Linked DNA regions of Zea mays: regions 1 and 2 are each linked to region 3. A link is a contact called in public Hi-C data. All regions are on one chromosome and are shown on one strand. Each heading gives the region's core, a stretch centred on a gene start, on an enhancer-like site or on the middle of the called end of the contact. The rest is flanking DNA. Distances are from core to core; before and after follow the strand shown. Region 1 holds the start of LOC100384215 (phenylalanine ammonia lyase2). Region 2 holds the start of LOC110366358. Region 3 holds the start of LOC100192570.

What was found. Hi-C and Micro-C count contacts between places; a contact is called where the count stands out from the background.
Region 1: a contact with region 3 is called in a Hi-C map of ear, with 1.8 times the contacts expected there. The contact joins the promoter of LOC100384215 here to the promoter of LOC100192570 in region 3. A contact is called at or near these places in 2 of 25 Hi-C or Micro-C datasets (ear and tassel).
Region 2: a contact with region 3 is called in a Hi-C map of ear, with 2.2 times the contacts expected there. The contact joins the promoter of LOC110366358 here to the promoter of LOC100192570 in region 3. A contact is called at or near these places in 2 of 25 Hi-C or Micro-C datasets (ear and tassel).

The regions. Positions count from the first base shown.
Region 1 is chr2:29,631,852-29,636,336 of Zm-B73-REFERENCE-NAM-5.0, forward strand. LOC100384215 (phenylalanine ammonia lyase2) reads left to right here and starts at 3,184. Exons shown (of 2, transcript NM_001176787.2): 1 at 3,184-3,638; 2 at 4,266-4,485. The coding sequence starts at 3,274.
Region 2 is chr2:29,339,010-29,343,022 of Zm-B73-REFERENCE-NAM-5.0, forward strand. LOC110366358 reads right to left here and starts at 1,817. Exons shown (of 3, transcript NM_001351935.1): 1 at 1-1,817. The coding sequence starts at 1,798. It overlaps LOC100191599, which reads right to left. Exons shown (of 2, transcript NM_001137028.2): 2 at 2,812-3,119. The coding sequence ends at 3,082.
Region 3 is chr2:29,498,549-29,502,894 of Zm-B73-REFERENCE-NAM-5.0, forward strand. It overlaps LOC100192570, which reads right to left and starts at 2,286. Exons shown (of 8, transcript NM_001137785.1): 1 at 2,161-2,286.

The DNA of each region.
Region 1 (4,485 bases), core at 1,934-4,433, 130 kb after region 3:
CTCCTCAACATCCAGAGACGCTATCAGATTTTCAACTGATATCTCCTGTCTCTTATGTTTCAGAGCTGTGGCGAAGTTCCTCCATGTAGAAGGCAACTTTGCAATAATGCACCCAGCCACAAATCGGTCAGGAAGGACTATCTTAAGGTGGTCGAGCTCCTTGGCTATACACTGTATTTCATGAGCTTGCTCTACAATAGAGCGATTATCAACCATCTTATAATCATGAAAGCTCTCCATGATATACAGGTCACTGCCAGCATCTGATGCACCATACTTAGTAGTAAGTGCATCCCACAACTCTTTCCCGTCCGTGTATTGCATATTCGCATCAACCAGACGATCAACAAGGGCGCTAAGAACGGCTCCCCTGAACATAGTATTGGCATGGTCGTACTCTTTCTCCTGTTCAGGAGTCAGTGGACCCTCAGGTCTGCCTTTACTAACATGGAAGACATTCATAGCAGTAAGCCAGAGCGTGACCTTGACTTGCCATCTCTTAAAGTGCATACCATTAAACTTTTCTGGCTTCAGCGCGTCGGCAAAAGCAACCATAGAAAAACTAGGAAATTGTCTACAATAAGGTTTTTGGATTGTTGAATAATTAGACAAATTCCAAATTAAATTCCGAATATAAATCATGACCAAATCAGAAGAACTGAAATAAAAGCCAAATCAGATGATGCGTACTGATTAGACTTACTGATTGTTGGCGCGCGCCAGGATCAGCTGGGTCGACGATGTCAGAAGATCACGAGCAGTCGCGTGAAGACGCTTCCCAAAAACCTTATTCGCCCTCTCCCGGTGCAGGATCTAGAAGACGAAGGGTTCCGAAGACCTGCTCTCCTGATCGCAGATGCACCTCTGCGGTCGGGACGAAGGGAACTAAAAGGCGGCTCAGCTATGAAGAGAGGCGAAAGCGAACTGGGAGCTGGGGATTTTTATAGGGCCGAGTCCGCGACCCCCGTGCTTATCCACCCACGAAAATCTCGCAATCAGTTGAGATTTTGTAGCGATCGGTTAGGATAAGCGTAACAGCCAAGAAACCAAAAAATCAAACGGCAAAAGGTAGCCGCGCCCCCGCAAGGCGAGGGGCCGGATTTCGGCGGACCATTCACGCGCATGTCGTGCGCCCGCGCCCTTCGCCCCGCCCCGCCCCGCCCCGGCCCGGTGGCCAGGCCAGGCGAGCGAGCGCGCGCGCGTGTGGCTCTCCACACTCTCTCTCCTCTCATCCATGACTTGGTGAGTGAGTGTGGCTTCCATATTTAAGTTAGCTCTACTCCACAAGAGCTAGCAATATAGTGCTATTGGTTCCACCTATCCCTTTGCCATCCACTTATATGGGCTTTTGAGATTTTCCTGGGATTTATTAGAAATCCTTAATTGGGCCAAGCCCATAAATCCTAACAGAGACCTCTCATTTACTGATACCGCACAGTATGGTTCAGTTGCAGGACGACGGCAGCGGCGGCCCGTGACGCTGCGTGGAAGTACGACGTCGTGAAACGACGAAGCCGAAAAGGCCCGTGATGGAGGCGAAGGGTCTCCGATTGGTTGAACGAGGCCGAGCAACCCAACAACCCAGTTTTGCGACAGCGGGAAAAGGGATCCGGGCATCGGCAACATCCACATCAACACCAACCCCCCCGTTGTTTCTCCTACCCGCGGCGCTCTCATCCTGGTTCTGGGTTGGTGAGACCGGCCTGTGGGTCGATCGATTTGGATCCCCGCCCGGGTCCTGCGCCCGAGCTGGCTTCGGGGCTACTGGCGAGCGAGATAGCAAACGTCGTCCGCGCCAGCGGACGGTGCACCAGACCGGAACGTGCTCCCGTCGGGGGGGGGGGGGGGGGGGGGGGGGGGGGGGGGGGGGGGGGGTACAGTGATGACGATCCAGTGTGTGCCGGCAGCGCTGCAGGTAGATTAGATATAAGCGTCTGCCCCGCGTATTAGAAGAGAAAAGACGAACACAGCGAAACGTTAATTTCACAGTTGGGCCCTGTACTCGTAGGTTGTGGCTTTTCGGATGGCTATATGGGCTTCCATTGTGACCTTTGTTAGCAATTTTCGCTAGCAGTAGCAGCAGTGGGGTGGTCCTCTTTCCACTTGCATTGTTGCTAAAAAGACAAGTTCGACTTCCTAACTGTCCGTTTGCATGCCCACACTATGAAATCGAATAATGCATGCAATAGTTTGCGTAAATATAATGGTGGAATAAACAACAGTATTTTAGCTATTATTTATTTATTGGTATTCAGTTTTTAAAGCTTCTTGTTTTGTCTCATATCCGATTTAAGTCTACCTTTGCGGTGACAAAACAACGAATGTTATAAGGAGAGATCATGACACCACAATTTTTACACCGTCTTTACTGGAAAACAAACTATACATGTTGGAATCAACTACACTAGTATCAATTTAAACCAAGGGTAACTAACTATGGTGCCTGTGTGTGTACCATATATACGCGTTGCTCCGAAATGCAATGACTTCTCTACGTAATACGAAGATATATTTTCTTTGAAAAAAAACTAATTATCGTATAAACGAATATTTCATGTGTCAGCGGGCTATAATGATAGGAGTGCCTGGATTTATTTTTCTCGCCATAATATGTAGTACTCACCATCACAAAGCACAGATCTTGAGTTAATAAATCTATGGCATTAAAGCTCATTTATTAAGCCTTAAAAATTCTGGTGAAGTTTAGTTTTTTTCTTTTCAATAGGACAGCGTGGGTTCGGATGGCGCCCGTGGATTAATCAGTCTGGTCCATGGGTTCTAGTACGGCTCCTGGAGGCAACAGTTAGTAAAGAGTCACGTTTTAGTTGGACTGCCTCCATCCCAACCTACCCTTCAGGTTCAGGTCCAACCAACGCACGCTGGATCAGGTCACCCCAGCTCAACAATGTCAATGTACAGTCACCTGCACACACATACTACTCCCGCCAAGATAAAATAAAACGAGGGAAAGGAAGAAAAATAAAAAGGAGAATGTCACCCCGCTCTGGGATGAGAATGAGATCCACCACACCACTCAACTCACCAACCCGGTCGCCAACTAACCCACCAACACCCGGCCTCAGTGCCTCACCTAAGCCCCCGCTGCTATTGCTAGTGCTAGTGCTAGTGCTGCTACCCTATATAACCGCCTCGCCCCCGCTCCATTTCCCTTCAAGAAGAGCTCCAAAGTCCATCCACCACCACAGCTGCCTCCCGAGCTCTTCTTCTGCCACACCGCATCAGCATCATCACACACATCCCCTCCCGGCCCAAATGGCGAGCAACACGGCCATCCTCGAGAGCGACCCGCTCAACTGGGGCAAGGCGGCCGCGGAGCTGACGGGGAGCCACCTCGACGAGGTCAAGCGCATGGTGGCGCAGTTCCGCGACCCCGTCGTCAAGATCGAGGGCTCCAGCCTCCGCGTCGGCCAGGTGGCGGCCGTGGCCGCGGCCAAGGACGCGTCCGGCGTGGCCGTCGAGCTGGACGAGGAGGCGCGCCCCCGCGTCAAGGCCAGCAGCGAGTGGATCCTCGACTGCATCGCCCACGGCGGCGACATCTACGGCGTCACCACCGGCTTCGGCGGCACCTCGCACCGCCGCACCAAGGACGGGGCCGCGCTCCAGGTCGAGCTGCTCAGGTACTACTAGTACTGCCGCGGTACCACGTGTCTCCTTGTCTACTTGTTGTTCCAGTAAGGGCATGTACAACCCTGATACTGTTGCACGGTACTCCAAGTATAAGATACAACTAAAACACAACATAATACAATGGTCATATCTAAAACATGTGTCTTACGATATTCATTGTACCAATCAGAGTATTCAATAAATTAAAGTGACCAATCAGCTAGTCTCCTGTCTCGAACATAGAGCTAAGACACTGTGTCTTCGTCAAGATACGTGTCTTGAGTTTTTTTACATTCACCCCCCTAGACACACTGTAAGACACAACTTAAAACACCCATTGTACATGCCCTAAGTAAAGTATCTCTCAGCGGAGTGGTTGCAGCGACAAATATGATTAACTGTCCCTGGGGAGTGGGGAGTGGGGACTGGGCATGCCCACTGGCAATGATCGACCGGCGGCCGGTCGTTGCAACTTGCAATTGCTGCCGCTGGGCTCGTTCTGAATTCGCATGCTACTCCATCCGATTCCGTCCATCGTTTCTAAATTCTAACCGCGGATCTTACACCGCGCTGACATTATTACAACTGAGTAGTAACTGACATTAGCTCCATCTGTTCTATTCTCTGCGACAACCCAGGCATCTCAATGCCGGGATCTTCGGCAACGGCTCCGACGGCCACACGCTCCCGTCCGAGGTTTCGCGTGCGGCCATGCTCGTCCGCATCAACACCCTCCTCCAGGGCTACTCCGGCATCCGCTTCGAGATCCTCGAGGCCATCACCAAGCTCATCAACACCGGCGTCAGCCCGTGCCTGCCGCTGCGGGGCACCATCACCGCGTCGGGCGACCTCGTCCCG
Region 2 (4,013 bases), core at 567-3,066, 160 kb before region 3:
TGCAGATTTCTTGAATCACTCCTTCAGAAGGCATGCACAAACCTGTAGCTACCTCTTCTGTTTGCAGCTTCCTGCAATCATCCAATCGTTCCTTAACATCATCTCTGCCTATTGATTCTTCAGCTTGCTTATCACTTCCTTTTGAATTTTGCCTGTCACAGTTACCAATTAGACCTAAAACTTCTTGATTCACAAGTATTCTATGTTGATCAGAGCCTACACCATCATCTTCAGTAGTTACATTGACTTGTATCTTCCCATTCACTAACTGCTCGGCGCTGTCAATCATACCGAATCTTCCCAGATTATCGCTGGGTCTATTTTGGTGTTGATATTTGACCACACTTAAATTTTGACCATTTACCAAATCATTTATCAAACCTCCAAAAACAATGCATTCAATCTCTTCCTTGATAAGTCTCTCGCTGTGAACCATCTCAGTAGTGATCTTCCAAGGATTCATAATCTTGGCAAGAAGAGCTCTATGCACCTCATCTTGGATCCAGGTCTTGATAAGATGATCAACGGATTCAACACATAGGTTCTTCACCAAGTCTTTGAATATGATACTATCCATCTCATACTGTATATTACTTCTGATTTCCGTTTCATCTCTTTGTTCTGTAAGCCTCTGTGCATGATATGCCTGAACCGAAAGTTTGCTTAATAGGTCTCTGAATGCTGCTGAGTACAAAACACGCTGCAGTTCAAATCTAATTTCTGAATCAATCGTTGTTTCTGTTAGCCTTTCAGCTTCCTCTTGAGAGAGACAGAAACAATCCTCTTCTGAATTAGTATAACGCAGTCTGCTCTCTGACTTCTCTGCCGGGATACGCCTTGCTGAGTGCAGCTGGCTAGTTTCATCGTTCAGATACTGGAATTCGTCCGAGCTATTATTATCAGGAGCATCTCTGCTATGATGCAATGTAGGTGTCGGGCATCCCTCTCCCTCAGACTGATTGCGTTTCGTCGATTCCACGTTGATCTCCCGGAGAAAACCTTCAACGACGGCACTGTACATCTCCTTCTCTGCATCCATGAGCCACTGCTGCTCCTCCATGGCTGCCCGCTGAGCAGAGACCGACCTCTCCATCGCATCGAACGCAGATGCGACGCTGTCTCTGAGGACGCCGGCGTCCAGGACCATCTCCTGGAACTCCATAAGCAGCTGCGCCATGCTGTAGAATCCCGAGAGGCCCTTGACCCCGTCGCCCTCGTGGCCGGGCTCCTGCAGCCTCGCCATCGGCGACGCCTCGCCGCTGACCTTTTGCATGAGCGCCGCCAGCTCGGAGCTCGCGTCCTCCAGCCTAGCCCTCATCCTCGTCATCTTCCGGCCCACGGACCCCCTGAGTTCCTCGAACGTACCGCCCTCCACCTCGGCGCCGCGGTGATCAACTGCGGACGGCGTCTCCCGGCGGCGCGACGGGTCGAGTTCATCGCGCTTCCGGCGCATGTAGTCGCAGTCCGTCTGGGCGACGGCGAGTTCGGCCTCGTCGAGGCGGGCCTGGATCCGGTCCCGCGTCTCGAGGAGGTCGTCTAGCAGCTGCTCGTGGCCGTCGTCGGCACCGCCGTCGGCCTCCATCTCCCCCCGCACGAAGCGGAGGCACCACTCGAGCTGCATGATAGCGAGCTCGGCGAAGCGGAGCTTCTGGAAGAGGCGCTCCAGGTCGCCGTCCTTCCAGAGGCTCTTCTTGTAGGCGTCCTCCATGGCGGCGTTCACCAGCCCCACCATGATGGAGTCCGCCACCTTCACTGCCTCCCGCAGCCGGGAGTCGAGACCGCTGAAGAAGGCGTCCATCGCACACGACGACGGACGTAGGCTGTAGGCCGGCGCAGATCGACACTAGTGATGGCGATTGGCGAGACTGTTCCGCACAGGGAGGACCGGAGGAGGACAGGTGTTCGCTGCGGACAGCGGACTGCGGACGTGCGGTTTGGAAGGCGCCGCCGAGCGGAACGGAGCGAACAGCGGAGACCCTTGGCTCGTCCTGCCTCCTGGTTCTGGCACAAACCAGAAACCAGAAATGCAGACCCCGCAGCTAAACAGATTACTACTAGGTAACTATGAGATGGAACAAGTTCGAGTCAAACGTAAAAACGTCCTCACTCAAGTTACCCCCCTCCAGTTTGCAAATGCTTGACGTTATGGACAGCGGCACATCTCTGACTTTGACCACTATTTCCTATTAGAACATCCCAACAAATTTTATGGTCGTATCTCATGTACTAGCACTTTTCAACATAAATATATATTCTATGCTAATGATGTTCAATGTACTAAGTCTCTGTTCCAATCTCGCGAGATAAACTTTAGCAGCTTTTTTTAGCTACTTATAGTCATTTGTAATCTAAACATGAGAGCTAATTGTGGTAATTGAAGCTAAATTTTAGCACTTCAATTCAATTCATATAGCTAAAGTTTAGCCGGAAGCTAAAATTTTATCCCATGAGATTGAAACGGGGACTAAATTAGATACCTTAACGGCTTGTTTGTGAGCAAGGAAAAAGATTTTAGGCCCACAAGGCTAGTTTGGTCGAAGGGGAATTAGAGGGAATTGGAGGGCTAAAATATCCATCCTATTTAAAATCCTATTTAAAAAAGGATTGAAGTGGCAAAAATCTTCTTGCTCCCAAAGCAACCCTTAATTCCCTCAAATTTCTTTCTCCCAAATAAGCCCTAAAAGTTATTTGTTATCGAAGTTTTAAAAGTTAACTCAAAATCCTGTCTAAAACAAGTTTTTGTAAACCGAGGGAGCAAGAGACTCGGCATTCATGCGCTGCAAGCATCACCTGGACCAAACGCCTTTGTGTCGGTGAGAAACAGCAACCGCACAGATTATCCTGAATACAGATACGAACTGATTACACGCCCAAAATACCTACACAACGGGTTTCCAACAAAAAAAATAAGGATCCTTTTTCCGTTTATCAATGACATCTATGGGCGGCATAAGGATGAATAGAAAACCATATGTACAAAGCTGACCGAAACTATTTGAACTATTTGACTGCAATTCATTATGCCCACAAGTTATCTGGTTTTCGTGATCTGATGAATTATCAGGCACCTGAAGTTGCTCCTTAGCGGGCAGTTGGGTGATCCTCTTCGTCGCTACAAGCTGACACATTAATCAACAAAAAAGGCGAAGTTAGAACCAGTCACATGTATCATTGGCATGGGGAATAGAAGGCATTTGACACATATTGTTATATATATAGAGAGAGAGACAACATGCTGGTGTGCTAAAATCTTGTGTCAACAAAAATGCAAGGTGAGTGACAGCATTGATTAGCTGTAGTTATCTAAGTGTTGGGCCATGTGACTAGTGTCTGGCCCATTAACATGTACATATTCGTGTGTGTGGCAGTGTAGTCTGGACACTTCTGCTGTACTCTTCCAGAAACCTCTACATGGTACCGGAGCCGGGATCAACGGCGTAGTGGTGAGGAGGCGGAGGAGCCAGGCTGAGCACCGGTGAGACGGCCGCGGCCGAGAAGGCGAAGGAGGCGGCGGTGGCAACGAGGAAGACGATGGCCGGGTACACGCAGCAGGCGGCTGTGAAGGCCAAGGACGCAACGGTCTCCACGGGCGCGCAGGTGGCGCAGAAGGCCAAGGAGGTGACAGCCGACACCGCGCGCAAGGAGAAGGCGGAGCAAGGCAAGGAGCGCGCGTCCCGCGCCGCCGACGAGGAGGAGCCTACACTCGTCGGAGGGAGAAGAAATCTATAGCACGGTGTGGTGCTGCAGTACGTGCGCGAGTAGATTCTGCTGCTGGAGGACGTGGACGCGGGCAAACTTGCGGATCTCGTCGGCGACAAGGATCTGGAGATAGGGGTGCTTGGCGAGGCTCTCCAGCTGCCGCAGCTCGTCCAACCCTTGAGGAAACCGCCGGCACACAGGCCGCTGCAGCTCTCACTACTGGTGCCCCCACGCAGGAAGAGGAAATCATTTGTTGGGAGGAGAAATTACTCAGATTGTGCATTGAGTGGAAGTGACTATTTTGAGAGAAAATT
Region 3 (4,346 bases), core at 1,036-3,535:
CCATTTGTGATTATAAATTAATTAGTAGTATTGAACCATTGATGCCCTAACTCACTGGACCACAGAACGGGCCAGGCGGTAGTTAGCATTGCCTGTAGCGCGCTTGTTGCCGGAACCCATAAACACGTTGATGCTTTTCGTTGTATATTGCCTGGCACTTTACCTGCCGCATGTAATATGCTCACACCAAACAAGGCTAACCATGACCTATATATTCATACTATTACAATATCTGTGTATTGCGACACACAATCATATTTAATACCCATAAAATAAAAGGTAAATTTAATATTAGAGGAAACATATGATCAACATATCAGATACTAAACTAATAAGAATAAATATTACAATTTATCTTAACTAAAATGCCGAAAAAAGTATGAGGTTAAAGGAGCCTAACTCATTTTTTTAATAGATCGCTCGTCGTCCTTCGGCTAGCGAGGTGGTACTATGTGTGAGCGATGTACCACGTGTGGCTTAGAGTTTAGGGTTTATGGGCTTGAGTAGTTTCTCAAGGTCCATACATGATATAACGGTCTATTGTTAGGCAAGTAGTGGAGAAGAGGAACAGACCTATACGTTTCGTACGTGATACACGACACACGAAACTGATGCTTTAAAGTAACAGAGATATTGATTAAATCGGTCAGCTCTCAACTCTCAAGATCATCAATTGCAAAGTTGGTATGATTGCACATGCATATTGCTTGCTTTTATCCTAACACATGGTTGTACATTGTACCCGAGCTAACTTCTTAAAAAGTCAGTAGCCAGCCATAGTCTTGTCCTATATTTTGGAGAACTGGAGCCTACTACCTACTGGGCCCTCAGATGCACAACAAACCGAAGGTGGTTACAGTTGCTTTCAAATGATTCACAAGATTATAAGCAAACAAAAAAGTGGCTCATAAGATGACAGGAAGACAAGAGGAACTGAACACATGCATGTTCTTATAGTGGTTATCCAACCCACCGCACGCTTCATGTGTTTGGTGGTCTCTTATTATAATATATTAATATGTTGCTTAAGAAGTAGCTTTGCATGGTTGGTGAGATCCAAGTGGTTGAGAAGGAAATTTGTGGAAGGTGACCCCCCCTTTTTTTGCTGTAGTGGAAATGGATGGAAAATCCCAATGCACCGACCTCCGTTGCAGAGGACTCTGCTCTCTTTAGATTCTTATTTCCTTCTGTAAATTGACGCGAATTTGAATCGACTTGTCTTTTTCATTAAAAAATATGTGTTTTATATATATATATATATATATATATATATATATATATATATATATATATATATATATATATATATATATATATATATATATATATATATATATATATAACTGAGAAAAGCCTAAAGCAGGGAGCTCATGTTTGATGCAGATGTACGGGCTGAAAGGCTAGTTGCATCTAACATACTCGTAGCCAGCATTGTCGTAAAGGCATGGGGTAGACAGCCCTACTCAACTAATTCATGAAAATCATCACAAGCTATATAAACTTTTTCTAGCTGAAATAATAGCCATAGTTTGGAAACTAAAAATTAGTTCATTTACACCCCAATCCCCTCCGATCCCGAAGGGGATTTGAAGTTCTCAGAGTAGCCCTAAACGATGACCAGAGTCGTTAATGTCATCTGCGCTAACCCTGATGACATTATTCCTTGATTTGTTGCTTTTGTGCGCATTTTTGTCCACGTGGGATCAACGAAGACACATGCTAATAGCCTACCGGACCAGGTAATTAATTAATAAGCAAGACCATGGACATAAATCTTAGAGAGAGAGAGAGAGATCAACAAGTTGTCACGCATAGCATAGTGCAGTAGTGCACTATGCTATGCTGTTCGTGTGGCTTCAGATTCTAGCAGTACAAAACAGCGAGCATACGCAGTACACTGTCGATACAAGTACACACTTCTATAACGGTAACGACTGCTTCTCTGAATCTAGCCGGGCACAAGGGTATACGTCATACGTGTACCTTGATAATGCGCAGCAGGCTTGTCAGCAGGTCTATGAATTAGTACATTGTCAAGATTCAAAAGGCGTAGAACGAAGACATGATCTAGCTAGTACCGACATTAGACATGGGGAAGTGGGAAGCAAACAACAGAAATAGATGAAGGTCAGACGACACTATGAATGAACTGGTGCTTACTTGAGGCTTGAGCCGTCGCAGCAACCTCTTCTTCCCCCCTGCTCCCTGTTCCTTCCTCTTCTCCAGGTCCCAACAAGAGAGAGAGAGAGAGAGAGAGAGAGAGAGAGAGAGAGGTGGGTGTTCTCCTTGGAAGAGGGAGATGAAGAGAGGGAGGCAGGGCGATGCACTTTTATGTTCAGAGTTTTACAGGGCGGGGGCAGAAGCGCGCGCTCGCGTGTAGTACGGTGGGCGGTCAGGCTGCCTCGCTTGGATGCTGGTCAGTGGATGCTTCCTTGGCGAGCCTACAAGGCATCGTGCAGCATGCGAGCATGTGTTGTTGTTGTTGCTGCTACTGGTGTATTGTACACGAGTGCCTGCCGACCAGCAAGGTGTTCTAGATTACCCGGCCGGCCTTGCATTCATTGGGCCACCACCAGCATAGAAAACGATGCTGGGAACAGTGACGAAGAGTCCCCACCAACAGTGAGGGAGTTGGTGCCGGAAAGACGAATTCGCAGAGGTGCGTGGTGCAGTGCAGCACCGCCGAGTTCTAGCCCGTGAACCAAACCTTCGAGTTGTGAATGTGATAACCCCATTAGACCATTTGTGGGAGGAAATTCGCATGGTGTGCCAAGAAGACCCAAGACTGTAATAATAATCCGGTTTTTTTTATTATATCTTGCCCTGATCTGGCATGGCGGTCACTTAATTAGCTTGTTTTTTGGTCACCTATTGCCATCAGTCTTGGTTCCTTAGCTTCTGCTGGAGCAAACCAAAACCACGCCACCGGAGCTAGCGTATTTTCTTTCCGGTCACTTTTACCAGTGGATCGGAGGCAAGGACGGCTGCGAAAATGATCTTTCATCTCAGCCGGCGGCGCGTCCAATGTACATGTAGATCGAGAGCATCAAAGCCCCTTGAGTGACCTGAGTTGGCGGTTGTAGGTAAAGCATGGAGGGAGGGGGAGGGGGGGTGTTCCTGTGGATGCAAGCAAAGGCAATGGCCCAACAGCTAGCCCGTTGGTGAACCTTCGGTCTCACTCTTTTCTTGTGCCTGTACCGACGACCCCACAGCCAAACGCGCTCAGCCCTCACTCAAAAGAGATTTTTATTTTATTTTTTTGCAAATCCTAGCAGTTTCCAGTTTGTATCCCGACTTGGTTTTTTTTTTTTTGCAAATCCTGCCAGTTTGGAAACCATGTTCGTGGTTCGTGCGAGTGCGTGCGCTGGCCCAAACTCAGATTCTGAATATTGACGGCACAACCTGGATGCCATTTCTGGTTGCCTGTTAGTCTGTTACTTCGAGGCTGAAGCCAACGCAAGTACGCGGGTCGACAGAAAATACAGTATATCATTACCGCCTGGACGGGAACCAAGGATCGCCGTCGAGCGGTGACTCTACATGACTTCCCTTCCATACACACCAACCATCGCATCAGCTCGCAGGTCCCGTCGTAGACGATCGGTCGATCACGCCATCCCCGTGTGGCCGTGCCCTTCTCCCCGCCCGCAAAAGCTGCTCCGCCGGCTGATTAGAAACCGACGTCCGTAGGTCAGGGGTTGCCTTCCGTTGCAGCCCACCAGCGCCGTGGCCTCGACGGCTTCGCGTTCGCCTGGGCGCCCCGCCGGCATGACCAATCGTGATCGCAGCCTCACGAGTTCCCCTGACGACTTTTTGCTCCCTTTCGCTGCCGGCCGGCCGGCCGGTCGTCGGGTGCGGTGGCGAGCGAGACGCGGGTGCCACCACCGTTCACCGTCGACGGCACCTGACGATGACGTACGTGGTGGGCCCGCTGCTCTCGACGTCTAGAGTACAAGTGAAGCGGTGTCGCTAGTCGCCGCGTGGCGACTGGGACACCGGGCGATCACTCGCCATGGGTCCGCCACCCAGAACTGAAAATTTTCAGGTTTCGGCACACACCACACCACCTGCCTTTTACTTCATCCTTTGGCAGTACCACGGTTTACTTTATTTAGGAAAATTAAAGCGAACGAGGATCTTCCTTCAGCTGATAATAACTAGTATTGTTTTGGTGTAGATTGGCTGTCATGCTCTTGTCTGAACTCATTCAGATATTTTACTCAAATTTTTATAGGGTGTTTGGTTTGAGTAATAAGCTAGTCTATCATCTTCTCACATCTTACTTTTTTGTTTGGTTTATGGAAAGAAATGAGTTGAATCCATCATCAGTTCACCACCTCAAACCA